Regions from separate parts of the Mus musculus genome. Here regions 1, 3, 4 and 5 are each linked to region 2. The links are chromatin contacts, called in public HiChIP or PLAC-seq and Micro-C maps. All regions are on one chromosome and are shown on one strand. The core of a region is the stretch at or near the end of the contact, and the rest is flanking DNA. Distances in the headings are between cores, read along the strand shown. Region 1 holds the start of Tgif2 (TGFB-induced factor homeobox 2). Region 2 holds the start of Blcap (bladder cancer associated protein). Region 3 holds the start of Snhg11 (small nucleolar RNA host gene 11). Region 4 holds the start of Tgm2 (transglutaminase 2, C polypeptide). Region 5 holds the start of D630003M21Rik (RIKEN cDNA D630003M21 gene).

Evidence for each region. Hi-C and Micro-C count contacts between places; a contact is called where the count stands out from the background. HiChIP or PLAC-seq counts read pairs in DNA pulled down with a chosen protein or histone mark.
Region 1: a Micro-C map of embryonic stem cells shows a contact between it and region 2, with 4 times the contacts expected there. The contact joins the promoter of Tgif2 here to the promoter of Blcap in region 2. A contact is called at or near these places in 6 of 39 promoter capture datasets (embryonic stem cells, hippocampal neurons, liver and 2 more), 3 of 484 Hi-C or Micro-C datasets (all in embryonic stem cells) and 1 of 115 datasets of contacts at active chromatin or transcription factors (embryonic stem cells).
Region 3: an H3K4me3 HiChIP or PLAC-seq map of bone marrow-derived macrophages shows a contact between it and region 2, with 10 times the contacts expected there. The contact joins the promoter of Snhg11 here to the promoter of Blcap in region 2. A contact is called at or near these places in 2 of 39 promoter capture datasets (liver and pre-B cells), 6 of 115 datasets of contacts at active chromatin or transcription factors (SST interneurons, astrocytes, bone marrow-derived macrophages and 3 more) and 2 of 9 other capture datasets (adipose tissue and liver).
Region 4: an H3K4me3 HiChIP or PLAC-seq map of embryonic stem cells shows a contact between it and region 2, with 3 times the contacts expected there. The contact joins the promoter of Tgm2 here to the promoter of Blcap in region 2. A contact is called at or near these places in 4 of 115 datasets of contacts at active chromatin or transcription factors (embryonic stem cells, memory CD8 T cells and pancreatic cancer cells).
Region 5: a contact with region 2 is called in a FOXA1 HiChIP or PLAC-seq map of pancreatic cancer cells. The contact joins the promoter of D630003M21Rik here to the promoter of Blcap in region 2. A contact is called at or near these places in 1 of 39 promoter capture datasets (the C10 cell line), 2 of 115 datasets of contacts at active chromatin or transcription factors (neural tube and pancreatic cancer cells) and 1 of 9 other capture datasets (adipose tissue).

What each region holds. Positions count from the first base shown.
Region 1 is chr2:156,837,571-156,841,470 of GRCm38.p6, forward strand. It overlaps Tgif2 (TGFB-induced factor homeobox 2), which reads left to right and starts at 2,437. Exons shown (of 3, transcript NM_173396.3): 1 at 2,437-2,668. LOC115486128 reads right to left here and starts at 3,678. Exons shown (of 5, transcript XM_030252280.1): 1 at 3,612-3,678; 2 at 2,146-3,429; 3 at 848-966; 4 at 253-343. The coding sequence starts at 3,678. The coding sequence ends at 965. Gm14230 (a long non-coding RNA gene) reads right to left here and starts at 519. Exons shown (of 2, transcript XR_003953756.1): 1 at 476-519.
Region 2 is chr2:157,564,928-157,568,872 of GRCm38.p6, forward strand. It overlaps Blcap (bladder cancer associated protein), which reads right to left and starts at 1,434. Exons shown (of 2, transcript NM_016916.3): 1 at 1,321-1,434.
Region 3 is chr2:158,374,115-158,378,317 of GRCm38.p6, forward strand. It overlaps Snhg11 (small nucleolar RNA host gene 11), which reads left to right and starts at 1,599. Exons shown (of 5, transcript NR_164123.1): 1 at 1,599-1,774; 2 at 1,967-2,212; 3 at 2,880-2,958. It overlaps LOC115489592 (a small nucleolar RNA gene), which reads left to right and starts at 4,108; the gene lies at 4,108-4,203.
Region 4 is chr2:158,144,899-158,148,874 of GRCm38.p6, forward strand. It overlaps Tgm2 (transglutaminase 2, C polypeptide), which reads right to left and starts at 1,494. Exons shown (of 13, transcript NM_009373.3): 1 at 1,393-1,494. The coding sequence starts at 1,402.
Region 5 is chr2:158,227,520-158,231,284 of GRCm38.p6, forward strand. D630003M21Rik (RIKEN cDNA D630003M21 gene) reads right to left here and starts at 1,705. Exons shown (of 14, transcript NM_177657.5): 1 at 1,565-1,705. The coding sequence starts at 1,567.

The sequences.
Region 1 (3,900 bases), core at 1,187-3,686, 730 kb before region 2:
AAAGCTTGAGCCACCTCGCTCAGCAGTTTCTTACTGTATGGGGGAACGGGGGAAAGGTTTCTTGCCACAACAGTAGTGTGTATCCATAGTGCTGGATTTCAAGTTCACGTTTGCTAGAGAAGATTGACTCTACCAAAACTAGATGAGAGCCAGGTGTGGCAGGAAAAACAGCCTCAGGAAGCTGAAGTACAAGAAGGATTCCAGACCCCCCACATCTCAATAAATAAATAAATATAAATAATAATAACTTACCATCAGGCATGGGGATTCACGTGTGCAGTGTGCAGTGCTATTTGGGAACCTGAAGCAAGAATATCCTTGAGCACCGGAGTCTGAGGCCAGCCTGAGAAACAGAGAGACTTGTTACAAACCAAACCAAACCCCAGTTGGAAAAAGCTTGTCAGGATTATCAATACGTCTGGCCAAAGTCCCTTCTAGGCCGAATATTATAGCTGAAAATAAACTCATGTCAGACCTCTCTGACTTGGAACACAGATTTACGGGATCGTATGGTTCCATGATTATCAGTTACCATCCAGATCCCAGGAAGGGCACCTAGACGTTTGGCTTTTCCAGAACAGCGGTATGAAGAATACTCTCATGCAAGCTTTAACTTCATGCACAGCTGCTCCAGGATCATGAACCCAGGAGTGGGAATGCCTGGGGTGAAGATGCACAGAGCTTAAACTACATTTACAGAGCAGTCAGACCTGGCAACTGTCGAGTTCATGGTATATTTAGGCTAGGGAAGTTGTTTATGTGAAATCCTGACACAGAGCCAGCCTGACACAGAGCCCCCCTCACCCCAACCCTGGATCCTGCCAAGCGGGTCAGGGAGACTCCAGACCTGTCACCCAGCATTCAGTCCGCTCTGCTGCTGGCCATGGGGAGGAACGCGTCACTCATGTGAGCAGGCCTGGGGTCACTGGTGGAATCCGTGGGCTTGTGACTGCCCACCAGAGGCTCCTGTCACAAAGAAAAGACACCTGCTGCACACGCCTGGATCGTATGAGATCCAGGGCACATCTCCAGATTCACTGGGCTATCCCTCTATTTTCCCTCCATGTCACACCTATATGACAGTCCCTGCTTTTTGCCAAGACCTAATTGGTTTTTACTTTTCTTACCTAAGATTTCCCATCTCCTTCATTCTTTCAAAGGTCTGTGGCTGGAATATGACTTGGCTAAGAAATTGCTTGTGACCAACTCTCTGAGACTTGGTGTCACCATCAGTAAAAAAGAGGGTTCTGGGCAATGTTTTTGATTTTGGATGGCCATCTTGGTTTCAAGGATTTCCAGGCAAGTCCGGCTTCTATGAAACCCACCTTAAGATGCTTTTAATCGGCATCCTGACTGGCTTAGGGCCTTCTGGTAGGAAAACTTAACTTTGGTTGCCAAAGTTTTTGTGACTACAGTACAACGAAAAACAAAAGCTTGAGTCTGCTGCAGCAATGACAGCTGTTGTCTCTGTCACTTAGCTGCAGCAGGTGCGCCACTCTTAAGTCTGACCCAAGACCCAAACTCAACAGTAAAATGATTAGAAGATAACAGCATTAAAAAAAATAACAATCAGGGAAGACTGTTCGGATGCTGTTGGTTCTGGCACGTGGGTCTCAGGTTTCTGGGCCTATATGATCACAAACCCAGAAAAGGCCTGTTAGCTGGAGTTAGGCTATGCCACACTTATGCAGATAGCAAGAGACAGACAAACAGTCAGGGAACTTGGACGCAAGGAAAACTTGAGGTAAAATGACCCTAGCCTGGACCGCTGGAAGCGCCTAGCCTCACCCTCTCCAACTGGGGTTAGCCACCAAGGGAAAGGCTCGGCTCTATCATCAGACCCACCTGGCCAAAGGACACTGGCACACGTGGTAAGGCAGGGACCAGCGAGTAAATGCGGCCACCTCCAAATTGCGACACGGTGCCTGCCTCACTCACGCTCCTGGGGTGCAGCCTGTACTCACCCCTGGCCGACCATCTGCGCTAGGCTTGGGGTTTTATCCCAAGTGGTCTTCGCCGCGCCGTTTGCCTTATGAGCGGACAAAACAACTGGTCCTTTAGCACCTGGGAGTTACTCTGAGCCGACTGAGCCTCAGTTTCCCCATCCCCACAAGGGCAAGCTCCCAGAGGAGGAGGCGAACTTACAAAGGTACGGGGACTGGCACCCTTTGTGCCTGGTAGTGCCCCCACCCCCATGGAGGAGCACACAGTAGGCGCTCCGGAAACACTCTCTGAAAGGAGGAGCGGGCCACTTCCTGCCCTGGAGCTGACTCCGGGAGCCCTGGTCCCACCGCTCCGCCCCGGGCCCCGGCCATGCGGCATTCCTAAGGTGGGTGGGCGCAGGAAGGAGGTGCCGCGGGCCCGCCCCCTCCGACGCGTGGGCGGGGCGAAGCCCCCTGGCTCTGCGGGCCCGCCCCCGAGGGTGGGCGTAGCTGGCCACGCTCTGCACAAAGTTTGTTTCTGCCTCGGGGCGGTGGGGGAGGGTGCGGCAGGCGGGATGGGAGGAGAGGGGATCTGACGTCAGGTCGCGAGGTGCTTTCCAGCCGCGAGCTGTCAGGCGGGTGTCAGACCCGGCAGGTACGCGGCGCGTTCCCCCGGTGCCCCCCGCCCCGGCCGGGTGGTCCCACACCCCACCGAGGCCGCGTGGGCCGGAAAGCCGCCAGGGAAGGTGAGTGCGGGGCGCCGAGGGGCTGGAGACGCGGGAGGAGGCGCGCGGACAACTTGGAAAGTTTCTTGGGGCGACGGGGCGGGGGAGGGGGCGTCGTCCCGGCGCGTGCGACAGTGGGTGTGTGAGCCCCGGGGGTGTGTGTGAGTCGGGACCGCGGAACGCTGGCGCGGAATGCCGGGGTTGGCGGGGGGGGCGCTGTTCGGGGTCCTTGAGGGAGGGCTCGGCTCCCAAAGCTCCCAAAGCTCCTCTGGGAGAGGGCAGCCGGTGCCCTGCAGCGGGGTGAGCGCGCGGGGAGCGGGTTTGTTTGGTTTCAAAAGTGCACGTTGCTAACCGCCGGCAGCCCCCCCCCCTCCCGCACGGCGACAGAGCGGGACCGGGGGCCGCCGAGTGACAGCTGGAGGTGGGGGCCGCGGGCGGGGCTCCGACGGAGAGGGCTTGGGAGCCCGCGCGAGTTCCCCTTTCCTTTGGAACAAAGGAAAGTCTGTCTCCGAGGCATCTGTCACTCCCAGGCGGGCCAAGGCTGTGGGGCGCGTGGGGCTGGCGACGCGGAGAAAGTTTGTGCGCGCCGGGACCCCGGGACCAGGCGAAGGGCAGCCGAGCGTCTTGCGGGGGCTGTGCGCGTCCCCGATGTAGGGGGGGCGGCCAACATGGAGTCCAGGCGCAGAGTTGGGGGGGGGGGGCGGCGCGGAGGTTGGAGCCCAGCCCCCTCTTTTCCCCTCCCCCTCCGGGCCGAGTTCGGAGCACAAAGCCGAGCGCGCACGCTCCGGCGGCCCCGCGCCCCAAGAGTCACCCTGCGCGGAGTACCAGGGAACGGGCTGGGAACTAAACTTTTTCCTGTCCCAAAATGGACACGTGAGTTTTTTTTTTTTCCTTGCAAAGTCGTCCCCCCCCCCCAACCCCCAAGCGCCGGGTGGCGGACCGACAGGGGAGCTGTTGCTCGCACCGTGACTCTGGTGGGGGACAGTTGAGTGAGGGTGCCTTGAGCGCCGGCGGATTCGTCGGCGCCCCATGAGCCATGTGCTCCGTTGCGTCTGGGCCGCGGGGGAGGCTGCGCGCTTTGTGTGAACTGCTGGGAACTCCAGCCTCAGTGTGCGGCCCGGGGGATTGTATCTGGAGCTGGGCGAGTTGTCAGAAAGTTCCTGTGGGAGTGGCTGCAGATGGTGTTGTGGGAGTGTGTAGGAGATTGATGGGGTGCAGTGTCCAAGGGGTGCCTCCAATAACCCAGTTGTATA
Region 2 (3,945 bases), core at 184-2,683:
GACAATGTTTGCCACAATCTTCTCTGGAAATAATCCTGTCCCCCTCCCTCCACAGGGCTCATACCACACCAGGATACAGATTCCTGAACATTCCCAGGGCAGAGCCAGAAGACAGAGAGGAAGGCAATACAGGGCTCTTGGTAAATCACACAGTCACAAGCTTGAATGGAATGCGTGTATTTCAAAGAGAACAAGTAAAAAGGGCAGCCTAACTCTCATCCCCCTAGAAATAACAGGTAAGAAGTTAAAGTGTTCTGTCAACAACTTTAAGATGACCATTTTCAGATCGAGAATTGATCTGGTTCCTGGAAACTGACCAAGGTTCCAGAAATCCAATCTTTAAACAGGAACTCTGGCCATTAATGAATCTTGACTTAAAAGAAACAAGCCAGCTCAATCTAATGCTTGCCAGGGGCACATAAAATGGAACTTTTTTTGGGTCCTGGCTTTGGTGTTGCAGTTCAGATGGCTGACAGGATGGCTGGACCATGTCAGACAGGGCAGAGCTGTCCCCAATATATCAGTTCCCTGAAAGGGACAAAGAAGATCCGAACCTATAAACAGAAATAACCTATAAACTAGAACGGGCCCCAGTTTCCCAAGTAAAAAGAGACAAGAGACTTAGAAGAAACCTAAAGGTGGTTTGGCAGAGAAAGGAAAAAAAAAAAAAAATCGACTGTCCCCATCCCCCATTCTTCCTTTCCAGCCAGGCACTCCGTTCCTTCTGCTGCCCTTGAGTGCCACTCCCCACAAACTGGAGAGGGAACCGGTGTCCAGACTCGACGAAAAGTTGGTGGAAGTGAGAAGCACACGGGACCCGTAGCAGATGGTCACCCTATCACTCCGGACACAAAAGAGAGCGTTCGGGGCCCACTTCTACTTTCTCCCCACACTCCTTCGGATAAGGGTGGGGGAAGAAAAAGAAAAAAAAAGGGGGGGGGGAGAGAAACTGAAGTGGCGAGGAAAGAGTGTCCAGCCTCCCAGAAGCTGAGCCCCTCGCCAAGGTCCGGAACAGAGGAGGTGGTGGTCGCGCCCGCCCCTCCCAGCCCCGTCCCGGGAGCGCGCTGACCTTGGAGGCCAGAGTGACAGCTAAGGAACCCCGGAACCCACCCAAGGGACGGGAAGGGACCACCCCCAAGGCCCAGGTTGGGACGAAAAGGGGAGGTCATCTGACGCCAGACAAGGGTGCGCCCGACCCCGGCCGCGCGGAAAGCCCCGGCGAGAGGCCAAGCGACGCCTAAGGTGACCCCGGAGGGCTAACATGGCGGCGCGGCCGCACCGAGCGCTCTCACCCTGCCCAGGCGGGCGACGCCACGATACCTGCGAGCCCCACCATGGCACTGCCGCCACTGTCGCCGTCGCCGCCGCTGCTTGCCTCCACCTTAGCTCGCCACCAACGCCGCAGGAGCTGGGGAGACGCCCCCTTCGTCTTCTAGTGGAGCGGTCCAAGGACCCCCGGTCCAGAACCGAGCTGTCTTCTGAGAACGCCTGACAAACTGGCTCAAAGCGAGGCTACTCTCAGACACTCTCCCCTCAGTATCCGCCACGAAATGTCCTTTCTGAGTTTTTAGTAGACTTGAATAAAATTATGGGGCGCTAAGGTCTTCAAACCCGTGGAATATTTGGTCAGGCGTATCTTAGGCAGCCCCGAACCTCCGGCCCATGGTCCCCTTCATGCATATGCAGCAGATTGTGATTCTTACTCTTTGAGAGCTCCGCGGGCGAGCGAGGTGTAGTTACGCTGATGAGCGTAACTCCGCAGAATCCTTAGCACCTTGTGATTTGTGTACTTTGGGAAAACTTCTCGTGGCTCAGATCTGGCCCTTCAACCACGGGCTGAGGACGTGCTTCCTCCTTGGTGAGGAAATGGCTTGCCCCAGGCTTGTTAATGTCTAGATGAGTCAGTGTGGTCACTTACTAGCTTATTAGCCACGTTCCTGACCTCATACTGTGCGCAAGCGCAGTGCTAGAGGCTAAGGAGGTACAATTCTACTCCTGACCCCAATTTTCTCAGTCACCAGGGTGAGAGTGAGTGTCGGGGGATAGTGGAGAGACTACCACCCAGTAACCACTTGTAGTCGCACCAGTACATGATTTGTAATTAGGCATCGTGGAAGGCACTAGGAGGCAAAGTAAAGAGAGGAGAAATGAGTGGAATCCTGGTGTCTGGAGTGGGCGAGGGTTGGGGCCGTCTTAGGCATATTGAGTTTGTGCATTGTGTGAGTGAGGGGTCTTGTTCCAGACATGGAGGTGACAACCCTAAGGGTGGAAGGTGAACAAGGAATATGACAGGTACCTTGGTCATGAATTTGAATTTTTGTCTTGAGAGACATGGGAAGCTATGTTCTTCGAGGCAATGAAAAGAAATCTGGGTCTCTCCGAGGCCATTGACTTTCAGGGTTAGAAAACATGAAAGTGAGGTTTGGGACAGGAAGCCAGTTAAGCAACCAGAACATCTTTCCAGACACAAAGTCATGGTGACTCAGACAGGTAGTGACTAAGGGAGCTAGAAGAGATCATATCAAACTGGGTGCGGGAAGCACATACTGAGGCACAGGCATTGACTCCTAAGCTGTGGCTGTAGGGATGAAGAAGAGGTGAAGAGCCCTTGGCCAGGGTGGAAAGGCCCGAAGACAGGCTGCTAGGGGACAATCAGAAGTGGGACAGAGAACTCAGTAGCGGAAATGCCTGGGCACACCGTGGATGGAGAGAGTGGACCTGTATAAGGGCTGGTGGGCCTCCCTCAGCACACGGGTCTTGGTAGTGTCTAGAAGCCAAGGGGATCCAAGGCAGGAAGGAAGGAGGCCAATGGTGATCTAGGGAGGAGCTGGGAAAGGAACTGCAGAAGCGGGGTGCAGCAGACTCTCTTGTCCCTACTGCCACAGGCTGGTCCATGAAGCAGGGGTTCCGTGGAGTGGAGCTGGCTGGTGCTGACTCACGTGGGAGACTTTGGACACCTTGGATTCGGGAATGAGATGGCTCTGTAGCCTGTTCTTCATGTTGCCTCTCTCTCTCTTTCTTTCTTTCTTTCTTTCTTTCTTTCTTTCTTTCTTTCTTTCTTTCTTTCTTAACAGTAAATTACTGCCTTAAAAAGGAGGGGCTGGCGAGATGGCTCAGTGGTTAAAAGCACCGACTGCTCTTCCGAAGGTTCTGAGTTCAAATCCCAGCAACCACATGGTGGCTCACAACCATCTGTAATGAGATCTGATGCCCTCTTCTGGTGCATCTGAAGACAGCTACAGTGTACTTAGATATAATAATAAAAAATAAATCTTAAAAAAAAAAAAAAAAAGGAAATGAGTGGCCGGGCGTGGTGGTGCACACCTTTAATCTCAGCACTCAGGAGGCAGAGGCAGGCAGATTTCTGAGTTTGAGGCCAGCCTAGTCTACAAAGTGTGTTCCAGAACAGCCAGAGCTACACAGAGAAACCCTGTCTCAAAAAACAACAACAAACAACAACAAAAAACAAAAACAAAAAAAAAAAAAAAAAGGAAATGAGTGGCGGATACATGGAATGGCTTGGTGTCTCAGAGGACCTGGGTTTCTTCCAACACTCTGTTATCCTTCAGTTCATGGGCACAAGATGATCCCAGTTCCAGGTGTCACACCTGAGCGGGGATGGGTTGAGACCACAGCGGGTTGGGCTGTGACCCTCATGTTTAATTGCTTATGAGTCCTTTACCTGTACCTGGTTTTCTGTCATCTAACAACAGAAGAAAACAGAGGGCCAGGGAGCTCTTGTTAAATGAATAGCGGTCTGAGCACTGAATGGGGGCAACTCAAATTACTGCCTGAAAACAGAAGAGCTGTTATCGCACTTACAGGATTTTGATAGGTTATTTCTCTGCCGCCAGTGAAATGAGCCAATTCAAGCCAGATTAGAATATTTTGAAGGCAGGTTTATTGGGAAGCTGCTCTCTGGTGAATTCACTGGCCCTAAGGAAC
Region 3 (4,203 bases), core at 349-2,848, 810 kb after region 2:
TCAAAACACCTGAAATATTTTGTGTGCTCAAAAATACTGGCTGCTGGTTGTATTCCTTCGTTGCATTGAGATCAAGGTATCAGAGTCGTATCATACTGGGATGACATGGCTAGACTGGACTAGATGGTGAAACCAGTAAAGGCATGTGTCCTCAGGAATGACAACCTGCCAGGCAGTGGTAGCACGTGCCTTTAATCCCAGCATAGGTAGGCAGATCTCTGAGTTTGAGGCCTTGAGGCCAGCCTGGTCTACAGAGTGATTTCTAGGACAGCCAGGGCTACACAGAGAAATCCTGTCTCAGAAAAAAAACAAACCAAACCAAAAACCACTCCAGGACCACGTGGTAGAAGAGACCAACTCAGAAGCGGTCTTCCAATATCTAAATGTGCACCATGACATGTGTGCCTACCAAACACACACACACACACACACACACACACACACACACACACACACATCAACCTAACTCTTAAAAAAGGGCACATGAAACAGCCGGGCATGGTAGCACACAGCTTTAATCCCATCACTCAGAAGGCAAAGGCAGGAGGATCTTTGTGAATTCTTCAAAGTTAGCCTGGTCTATGTAGTGAGTTCCAGGACAGCTAAGACTAAATAGAGACCCTGTCTCAAGAAAGGCAAGTCAAACTAAAACAAGAAGCACTGCTGAGCCACTTGCATGAGCTTGATGTCTCTACTTCACTTTGTGCAAACCCTCCTGGATATAGTATACTGAACATTCCATAATTCATTCCTTATTTTCCATCAGGCTTTAGACTGTCTTCTCTTCAGAGACAGCCCTGATGTCTACGCTGGATAAATAAATAGGTCACCACTGTCACAATCTGCCTACCACTATTTCATTTGTAGTGCTTATGGTTTTTTTTTAACATTTATTTTATTTTATGTGCAATAGTTTTTTGTCTGCATATATGTCTGTGTAAGGGTGTGAGATTTTCGGAGTCACAGTTATGAGCTTCCATCTGGGTGCTGGGAATTGAACCCGGATCCTTTGGAAGAGCAGTCAGCGCTCTTAATCACTGAGCCATCTCTCCAGCCCTGCACTTATGATTTTTAGTGGTTGAATTTTCTGGCCTATTTGTTTATCATACTGATTAAAATATAGCCGAGTTATGGATCATGTTTGTCTTATTCCTTTTATTTTTTAGTGCGTAGTCTGGCCCTTGATACGATATTATGGGTGGATGCAAAGCTAGATGAGTATATGGATAGATGGATGGATGGATGGATGGATGGATGGACAGGCAGACAGATGCATGCAGATGAATAGATACATAAGAAGGCAGGTGGGTCAGTATGATAGATGACTAATGGGATGAGAGGAAGCTGGCGTTCTGCACATATTTTCTGGCAAAATGGATGCATGGACTGATCGGAAGAATGGAAGCTAGGACTAAGGAAGGAGAGCCTCGATGGCGCAGTAAGCATTTCGGTTCTACTCCTGCAGGGGACGCTGCAGAGCCACGCCCACTGGCCAGTTGCGCAAAGGCGAAGCTGGAGACTGCAGCGCGCGCAGCCGCAGCTGGGCAGACACTGCGGTTTTCGGGGAGTGTCCTGCGCAGTCCCGCACTGCGGCACTCACTCACGCACTCAGCCTGCTAGGCAAGTCACCTCGGCTCTGCGCTCTTGGCCGCTTCCAAGACCTCCAGTCTTCTTTAACCGGATAAACCCAGGAGCCGGGAAGCTAGGGTGCAGGCGTGATCCTCCAACCCTTGAGAGCTATGGACCTCCTGGAGTACTGGAAAAGAGATCGTTGGTAGGCTGGGACTTCCGCCTTGCAGGGTCGGTGGGCTACAGTTGAGCTTACGCCCAGCCTTAGGGGAGGGAGCCGGTAGGAGAGAAAGACCAGGGGACGCAGTGCTAGTGTCCGGGCGGAGGTGGAGGGTTGGGGGCTGAACCCAGGTGAGGTTCATGAGGCATGCGAAGCCTCTTGTCCTTTCTTACACAGGGTTCTCGGACTGTTGACCTGCGTCCTTCCAAGCTGATAAGCCCAGGACCCTAGGACGGGATGCTAGGACTCCTGTGTGGCGCCTTGCTTTGAACCCTTTCCCAAGGGCTGTTTCCCAGATGAGCCTTTGCCGCAAGGCCCTCTTGACACCAAGGATGACGACGCAAAACCTGCGGCAGCCAACACCCCTCTCCCCACTCTCCGCACTCACTGGTGGGTGCCACCATCCAGGAAGCAAGTATCCCGGTAAGTGCTGCGGGTGCACCTTGAAGCCTGAGTGCCACCTAATTTTAGCCTACCTATGGGCACCAGCAGAGGGGTAGTGTGGAATTCACCCAGGTTCAGAGGTCAGCCTAGCAAAGACCCTGTGCAGGAAAGCTTGGGAGTCTGGACTCAGGCCATAAAGACCTCAGGTCCTTTGTGAACTAGTTCCTTCATTCCCAGGTAGGGAAGTTGCAAAGGCAGATCTGGCTGCTTGTCTTATTTTGAACCCTAGTGCCTGGCTGTATGGTAGCTATGCCCTGTGGTATGAATGAAACCGATTTCTCATTTTGAACGTAAGTTGGTCTTCGAGTGGGGGCAGGTAGATTTCATATGGCTGAGGTCTTTGAAGCCAGCGGTTAGCCAGTTAGCCAGCATTTTTCCATTTGAGGTTCTTTGGCAGGAGATGGGATAAAAAACCTTTTGGAGTCGCTGCCGTTTATCAGAGCTTGGAGGAACGATCTGAAAAGTGCTCTCTGACAGGTAATGTGTTGTTAGCATCTTTCTTTGTTCAGGAGAAAGTGCTGCGTCATTAGTTATCCAGCCTCGGGTGTATCTGTTGTATTTGGCTGTCGCACCAGGTTCTCTGCCCAGGTCAGACTTGGCCAAGTGACATTTAGATGCTGATTTAAATGCTTCTTGTTTATTGCAGAATTGACAGCTTGGTGCAGAGGGGACATGAGAGGTGTCTCTGTCCAGCTAGGAAGCAGCTGGACCACAGCGCTCCCAAGGTAGGATCTGAACCTAAGATGGCTGCCCTCCGGGAAGGGGAAGGAGAAGGGGAAGAGGGGCGGGGCTGGAAAGATGGCTCAGTGGTTAAGAGCACTGATAGCTCTTCCAGAGATCCTGAGTTCAATTCCCAGTAACCACATGGTGGCTCACAACCATCTGTAATGGGATCTGACACCTATTCTGGTGTGTCTGAAGACAACTACAGTGTACTCATATAAAACAAATAAATATTCTTACAAAAAAAGAAAAGATGGCTGCCCTCAAGAGATGCTCACAGGTTCCCAGGAATGGGATAGACTGGAAAGTAAACAGACAGAAGATGAAGGTGGCTGCATCTCTGTCCCCCAGTTTTGTTTTGTTTTTTGTTTTTGTTTGTTTGTTTGTTTTTTCGAGACAGGGTTTCTCTGTGTAGCCTTGGCTGTCCTGGAACTCACTTTGTAGACCAGGCTGGCCTCGAACTCAGAAATCCACCTGCCCCTGCCTCCCAAGTGCTGGAATTAAAGACATGCGTCACCACGCCCGGCTCCTGTCCCCCAGTTTTATTCTCCTTTGGGCCACTGATATACATCTAATTTCTGTTGTGCCTGCTTCAGTTCTGAGTCCTCTGCAATGCTTCTTGCTTTGGTGGGTTAGCAGCAGAAGGTCTGAATCAGACACGGGACAGTGCTGCGTATCTACCTGGACCCAGGTCTGTCTTGATTGGGGTTTCCCTTGCTGCAATGAAACACCATGACCAAAGCAGCTTGGGGAGGAAAGGGTTTATTTGGCTTAGACTTCCACACCACTGTTCATCATCAAAGGAAGCCAGGACAAAAGCCCAGACATGGCCAGGAACCTGGAGGCAGGAGCTGATGCAGAGCCCATGCAGGGGTGCTATGTGCTGCCTGGTTTCCTGGTTCTTACTCAGCCTGCTTTCTTATATAACCCAGCATCACCAGCCCCAGGGGTGGCCCCACCCACAATGGGCTGAGCCCTCCCACATCAATCACTAATTTAAAAAATGCCCTACAGGCTTGCCTACAGCCCAGTCTTATGGAGGCTTTTTCTCAGCTGAGGTTCCCTCCTTTCAGATAACTCTAGTCTGTGTCAAGTTGAAACTGACTGCTCTAAACTTCTGCGTTTGACAGCAGGCCCTCCACCTTCTCTGGCCCTGCGTTCGTAAGTGATCAGGGATACCCATGCCCTGACCATTGGTAGTGCAGGCAGAGGAAATGTGGAAAGAACTGTCCCGTGCTTGGAAGGTC
Region 4 (3,976 bases), core at 244-2,743, 580 kb after region 2:
GACCACTGAAGGACATGTGATCCCACTGAGGCCCAGGGTGAGGACTGGCCCAAAGTCTTCCAGCCTAGTTTCCGGGCCCCCTGCTGTGCACAAGTTCCAAATTCAGGGAAACCATCCTGGAAGTACAGAAGGCTTCTACAAAAACCACCTCAAGTGAAAGGTCTGTGGCCCTTGCTACAAATCAAAAAGCAGGTGCCTGGTAATGACCGACCACACCACAGCAAAGAAGTTAACGCCACTGCCACTGAGGCTGGGCAGACCCACAAAATCCTCAACGTTGGAAGGCTCAAGCAGGAAAAAGGCCATTTTTCTAGAAGCCCTGGTGGCAACCATCCCCTGGCCTGGGGAGACAGGGTGGAGTACCCCACCCACACAGGCTGAAGGGTGCAGTAGCCAGGGTTCAGAGTCATAGAGGCCAGGGGGAACCTTGGTGGAGGAAGCCCCAGCAGAGTAATCCGGGGCTGTCTCTGAGGTCCCCCAGATTTTGGGGATAGGGATGGAAAACTGCCTTGCAGATAAGCAGCCCCTTTGGTGACACTTCACAGCCTGTTGAGGTTTCAGAAAAAGGAGTGACCGAGGCCTCTGGAATTTCCCTGTTTGCTTCAGGTCCCTCTGAACATCCCCTCTCTTGCCTCATGTCCCTTCTCTGAGGTCACAGTGCAGGCAGATGCCATCCCTGAATGGACTTGACCTTATAGTCAGCTGGGATTCTGGTCTGACCGTGTTAGGAACATCCTCCATTGTACAAGTCCTGACTCATGTGATCCCGAGTGTTTCCCATGCACACATGTGAGCACATGTGAAGGAGGCAGGCAGGGAATGAACAGGACCCTGGACCCTCTCCACTCTTCTCAGCCCTGTGGCTGTACCAAGGCTGGTCCAACTGCCCCTAACTTACAGCAGAGAACCCTGAGCTTCAACAAGTGGACAAGGAGAATCTGGGCTTGGAGAACACGAGGGCTCAAGAGGACCTGAAAGAACAGGCAGGCCTGGCTTCAGTGGCGCTCCACCAGATGCTGGAATTGAGACCACAGAATCAGCCAGGAAAGTTGTACCCCTTTCCAGGCACAGAGAAAAGCCAAGTGCCCCCTGCGCTGGCCAGCATCCCTGAGTGGCTCCCCTGCACCTGGCACACAGCAGGGACCCAGTTCTTAACTACTTATTGGGAGACCCATGACAGTAACTCACCCTTCCCAGTACACCTTCTGGGTAGCATTTTCACCTCATCCAAGGGGCAGAATTAACGGCTATGCCCTGGGGTGGGGAAAACTGAGGCCAACAATTCAGGGCCAGCAAGGTGCCTCCCATTGGCCCACCTGTCGCTCTCCTCTGGAGCTTTGGAGACAGCCCAGCCTGCTCCCGACTCTACCTCCCCGCGGCCCAGGCACTCACCCTCTGCCATGGCCAGGCTAGCGGCGACAGCTCAGACGCAGCGGGACACTCAAGCGAGGATCACCAGCGCGGTGCTGCGGACCAGCCGCGCGGCGCGAACTTATAGCCCAGGGCGGCCGGGCGGCCGGGCGGGCCCCGGGCGGGGCGGGGCGGACACCCCCGGCTGTCTGTCCGGGAACTAAGGCTGCCGGGAGCGCCCCCTGCTGGACACAGGACGACCTCGGAACAGACACCTGGAGCGTGTGACCAATACCCTAGACACAGAGATATGCTCCACAAGCCAAACCAGTGGCCAAGAACACGCACCTCTCCACACATATACATGAATATACCACACACACACACACACACACACACACACACACACACACACACACAGATACGTATGCACATACATACCACATCCATACATACACATAAACCATCTACACATGTATACTATACACACACATACTGCATGCAAACACATGAACATGCCATACACACATGCACATGGAGCAGGCACACACACACACAACCAAGCCGACAGATAACCATAGAGATCCACACATAGTCCCATAGAATCAACTAACAATTTTGGACACACAATGCTTAAAGGAACATCCCACATTAAGTCACATTGCAAACCTAGAGAGCCAGGACATAGGCATAGCCAGACACGGGGCTGGGTTTCCACGAAGCCACATATAACCCTCAAATGCGTAGGTATCTGGATGTGGGTGCTTATAGACTCTTGGCAGACAGGGGTGCAGGTACTGGCACGCGGACTCCCACAGACACCCATACCCTTCCTGTCCCACCCAGCCACTCATTCCGATAATTCCCCCACCCACCCATTGCTCGCCCATCCTCTTGCCTATCCCTGTTCCCATCCCTCTCCCTGTGCTAGCCCACTGTGAACTACAGCCAGAAGAGCCCAGGGACCACCGTACCGCTGACCCTTCCCATGGACCAACTCCATCCTGGCTTCTCTGATGACAGCTTGCTAAGCTCCCTTACCACCATGGAGCCTGAGTGGGCGACTTCTTGAAAAGGCATAGGCCTGTGAATCCCTCTAGCCCTTCTTCTGGAACACATTGCATGACTGGCCGCTTTGACCTGAGAGGATACCCCCAGACTCTATTTGAGTGTGACTCAGGGTGCCAAGACAAGCCCATACAGTCCTTGGGGACCCCGGGGTCACCCCACTTTATGGTAGTTGTTATAGAAATTGCTCCCTGTGACTGGTGAAGGACCAGAGGGAGGAGTTGGCGAGTGACCACCAGACAAGAGGCAATTCTTGATTACGCATGCTGCCCCTGACAGTTAGGGGCTCAGGGAGGTATCTCGCCTTTGGGGGCCTCCATTCCATCCTGTGAGGAATAAGGACAAGAATTCATTCCTCATGAGTTTGAATGGGGCATAGTCAAAGTGGTCAACACTAGGGACTCTTGAGCCCAGGCTGGCCTAAGAGTGTCAGCCCTGTCAGAGAAGGTAAGAGCTGTGTCCGCTGACCTTTCCCATCCTAGAAGGACGCATTCTTCCTACCCTTGTCTCCACCCAAGTGCCTCAGAGAACAGGTATGTTATGAAGTCATCCAGACCCCTGCTGTGACTACCATAGAACCCACAGCCAGCCCTCCTAGGGCTGATGTGGAGGCCTGGTCACTCTTGCTACCATCATGTCCCTTTGTTCCTATTTGTATGGTGGCAGCCCTTCCTCCTTAAAGTCCTGTCTAGGTTCCCCAACAGTGGTGTGGCTTGGGCCTCCCTTAACCATTGTATCTCCCACCCATCGTACAATGGAGGCATGCATGGGGGTCACTGTGAGAGGTCCCAGTGGGGTCAGGATTAGCAAGCTGTGATTCACTGAACAGATGGTGGGGGTGTCCCACCAGTTATTTGGGGTGCCTGTGAGAGACTCAGCATGAAACTGCAGGCTTGCTCCTCACCCCGTGGCCAACACTGCATCCTTTCTCTGTCTTTTCTACAGAACTGTAGCCAACTGAGTGGTGGCTCAGGGCCTTAAGCCACCATACTGGACTGGGTCCATTGACTTAAGTAAGGTGGCAGGCAGGGGCTAGGGCAGAACTGGATTCAGAGACTTGGTTCTCAGTCCTGTGACTTGGGTCCTTTGCCTGACTCTGACTTCAGTGTTCAGTTGAGAAGGTCTATGAGACCTTGCTGTGTCATACCTCACAGGGGCAGATAAGACTCAGAAGTGGGGGCTGGAGAAATGGCTTATTGGTTTGGGGGGCACTTGGCTGCTCTTGCAGAAGACCTGGGCTCAATTCCTGGTCCCTACATGGAAACTTACAACTCTCTGTAACTTTAAGATCTAACACCCAGGGCCCACATGGAAGGTCATAACTGTCTGTAACTCCAAGATCTCTCTCTCTCTCTCTCTCACACACACACACACACACACACACACACACACACACACACGCACACACACATGCACACACACACATGCACACACACACACGCACACACATGCACACACACACATGCACACACACACACGCACACACACACACGCACACACATGCACACACATGCACACACACACACATGCACACACACACATCCACACATGCAGCCAA
Region 5 (3,765 bases), core at 455-2,954, 660 kb after region 2:
TCCTACCCCTCAGGAAAGACTCTCTCGGCTGTTCTGAGGAGCACCCCAGGGCCTGACCTTTGACCTGAGAATCCGGGGTTTACTGAGGGTTTGTTTGTTTGTTTTTAAGAAAAATGAATAAACTGATTCCGTCAAAACCAGAGCTTTGACAGACAGATGAGCTGTGGCACCGAGGTGACTTTGCAGGGTGTGAATTCCAGCGGTTCTGCTTCATACTTCTGGAAGGGTGACAGTGTAGGCTCCTTGGCTTCAGGCTCTCATCGGTGAGATGAGGGGCTACAAGTCTGCAGTTAGAGTTGGTGGGCGTGGTATGTCTCCCACTCATAGAGAGCCCAGCACAGGGTCTTGCTATAGAGAGAGGCAGACAAACACTGCCTTAGGCCGAACCACTTAGGATGTACTTTTATGCCCCAAGAGCGGTGTCTACCGTGCCTCTGGCTCTGGGGTCTGAGTTTGGGAGCCTAGTTTTGTACTGTCTGTGTGCAGAGGTGTCTGTCCATATTTCAGCCCGAGCAAGCAGATACATGAGCCCCGTGTGCTTGTGTTCATTGTGGTTCGGGGATTGGTGTGTGCAGGCACGGAGTGAATGCATTTCTCTGTAGAGTTCTGGGTATGGATCTACACAGGAAGGGAAGCCCACCCAAGCCAGCACAGCAAATCAGAGTCAGGGGGTGAATGCCCTGGCCCATCTCCCAGCTCTGTCCAAATCCCCGGAGATTTGCAAAATTGCTCCAGAGAATCTTCCCCAATCCTGAACCTGTCTGGAGCCCAGCTAAGACTCTGAGCAACAGACTTCACTTTGACTCCTTCTTCCCAGACACAGGCACAAAGGCACACACAACTCTCCTAGAGGTCCCGTTCCCAGGTGCAGTCCAGGAAACCCATGCACAGAAGTAAGCCCTCCGCCTTCTCCCCAGATGCCTCTACACCTCATGCCCATGGGAAGGCCCCGTGCCAAACCACCGTATCTAAAATAGCAAAGGCACCCAAGATTTGGTGAGCAAGTCCCTCGAACCCACTCTCCTGCCCTCAGGGTCCGCCCTTTCTCAGCACTACTGTTCTGTGCTGGGTTGGGGCGGGGGGGGGGGGGGAGGGGGGGGGACACGACGACTTTGATTTCCCTCTCATTCCAGACCCCCTACAGGACACAGCACTGTCAGTCAGCATAAAGTTTAAAGCGCTAAAAAAAAAAAAAAAAAAAAAAAAAAAAAAAAAACAACCAAGTTTTCTGCAAGGCTCAAGGTCCAGAACTCCAGTTCAAATTTGCATACTGGTTTGGAGCGAGATGAAAGCGTGCATCTCTGCAGAGAGGCCCAGGCAGGACGCGAGGCCCAGGGGTGGATCTGAGCCCCACTCTTGCCCTAATTCTGCGGGAGCTGCGCACGCAGTTAAGCAACGACCCACACCAGGAACCGAGGGTCTCTAGGTGCGTGCGTGCGTGCGCGCCGCGTGTGCACACACAGACACACACACACACCCGGGGGCGCGGGGGGGTGGGGTGGGGTGGGGGCGTGCTGGAGAAAACCCAGCAGAGTGAGGTGGTCCAGGCCCAGGAGGGCGTTACCATGGTGATGCTCCTCTGGTCCCCGCGTTGGCAGTCTCTGTCCCGCGAAGCTCTGGCTCTCCTAGCTCTGGAGAGAGTGCGAAGGGCGAGAGGAGTACTCCTAACCCGGCCTCATCCCGAGGGGCAGCCAGACCCGGACAGGGAAGAGGGAGAGGGGACCCAGGCTGAGGAGGCGAAAAGGGGGGGGGGGGAAGAGGCGGGCCACCCCGTGGGGGGGGGGCGGGGCGGCGGCGGGACAGCGGCCCTTTGTGCGACGCCTTGCTCTGCGCCGCCCTGCTGCCGCCGCCGCTGCGGGTGACAGGAGCCCGACGTTGGTCCACTCCGCACCCCCTGCCGAGGCCACCGGAACAGTCTAGGGGTGTCTGGCGCTGCCCAGCGCTCCCTCCAGCGTCCCCACCCAGGACTGCTGGCTTCTTGTTCCTATCTGCAAGTCATTTTGTCTCCTAAGCCTCAGTTTTTCAACTGTAAAATAGGAAGGTGGTGGAGGTGATGCTGGTGAGGATAGCACCCCTTCCTGGAATTGGGGAGTAGATGTCAGCATCAGTCCTGACGGCCCAGTGTCAGGCTTGGGATGGCGGCTAACACACACACAGAGCCTTCAAGAACTTGAAGCTCCCATGGCAGACACCCACATTGCTATGAGGCAGGGTGCCCCAGACACCCACCACGCCTGTGGACTCCCTACCACGGAACCAATCGTGGAAGGAGAGGTGGGCTGTTTGGAAGCCCCTTCCTGAGGTGTTCTGTAGTAGCTTTCCCGTTGGATGACTCTGGAATCGAGCTTTTTATTATCAAATACTGCACTGAGCCAGAACGACACAGACTCCCTGTCCTTGGGGAGCGATGGAAGGGGGTGGGGGTTGTCACCTACGGGGAATGGGAACAAGAACGAGAGGAACAGAAAAAATAACCGTGAGTTAACTGCTGAAAAGGAATGGAGTTGATCAGAAACTCCCGAGAGGGGGCTGGAGAGATTTGGCCACCCTTCTCCAAGACACAGGTTCAATTCCCAGCACCCATATGGCCATTCACAACTACCTGCTAAGGGAATCTAAGGCCCTCTTTAACCTCAGAGGGCACCAGGAACACACATGGTACACAGATACACACTCAGGAAAAATATTATTATTATTATTATTATTATTATTATTATTATTATTATTAGAATGACGAGACCTGAGTGAACAGAGAGGGGCCGCAGGAAATGGAATTCCAGGCAGTGGGAACAGGCCACGGGAGGCCTCCAGGGGGATGGCTTAAAAAGATTGGGACAAGTAAGTGGAGACCGCAGGATGGCATGGTGGTAAAGGCTTCCCTTCTAAGGCTTATCCACAGTCATGTCCCCCTCACCGCACCCTACCCCACCCATTGATTATCTAGTCTCTTCACAAGAACCTGTGCTAGGAGCCATCCCAAATCCTTTTTTACTGAGGGACTAGTAATTCCCAACTAGTAATCTCACTCTGCTGTGGGGCTCCGAGCATTCCTTAGGGATGTTATTTAAACATCAGATAATCCCTCCCTAAGAAGCAGAGAGGGGAGGGGGCTTTTGTTGTTGTTGTTTTGTTTTGTTTGAGAAGGGTCTTATGTGTCCCAGCCTGAGGTAAAATTCCATATGCAGCTGAGGATGGCCTTGACCTTCTGACCCTTCTGTCTCTGCCTCCCAAGTGCTGAGGTCACAGGCATGCGCTGCTACTTGTGTTTTATGTGGGTCTGGGCCTTTGTACACGCTAGGCAAACACTCTGCCAACAGCCCCATAGGAATGCATTTGTTTAAGGGGAAGAAACAGCCTTCAGTTTACTGTGCAGAATTCAGCTGGGAGGTGGGGTTGTGAGTTCCGCGGACTGCAACGAGGAGACACAACTAGCAAAAGGGTCAGTTTTCCAGGGTCACGGGAGACAGAAAGGATTCTGAACTAAGTAAGCAGAGAAAATGGAATTGAAAAGGCCTTAGGAGCTTACAGAGTCTTTGAGAAAGCTTGGGTCTCTCCTCCGGGAAGGATGCTCCAGGAGTCTCACCGTCGGGAATAATCTAGAAGCCCCTGAAAACCTGGAGGACGACTTCAAGCTGTGAGCATGCTAAAATGGAACTTTCTGCACATCAGACACTCTCACAAGTAAACTGTGGGGCGGACCCAGCCACTGGCAACACTTGAGAGATGAAGAGCCCCAGGCAGAGCCTAGGGGGTGGGGTGGGGGTA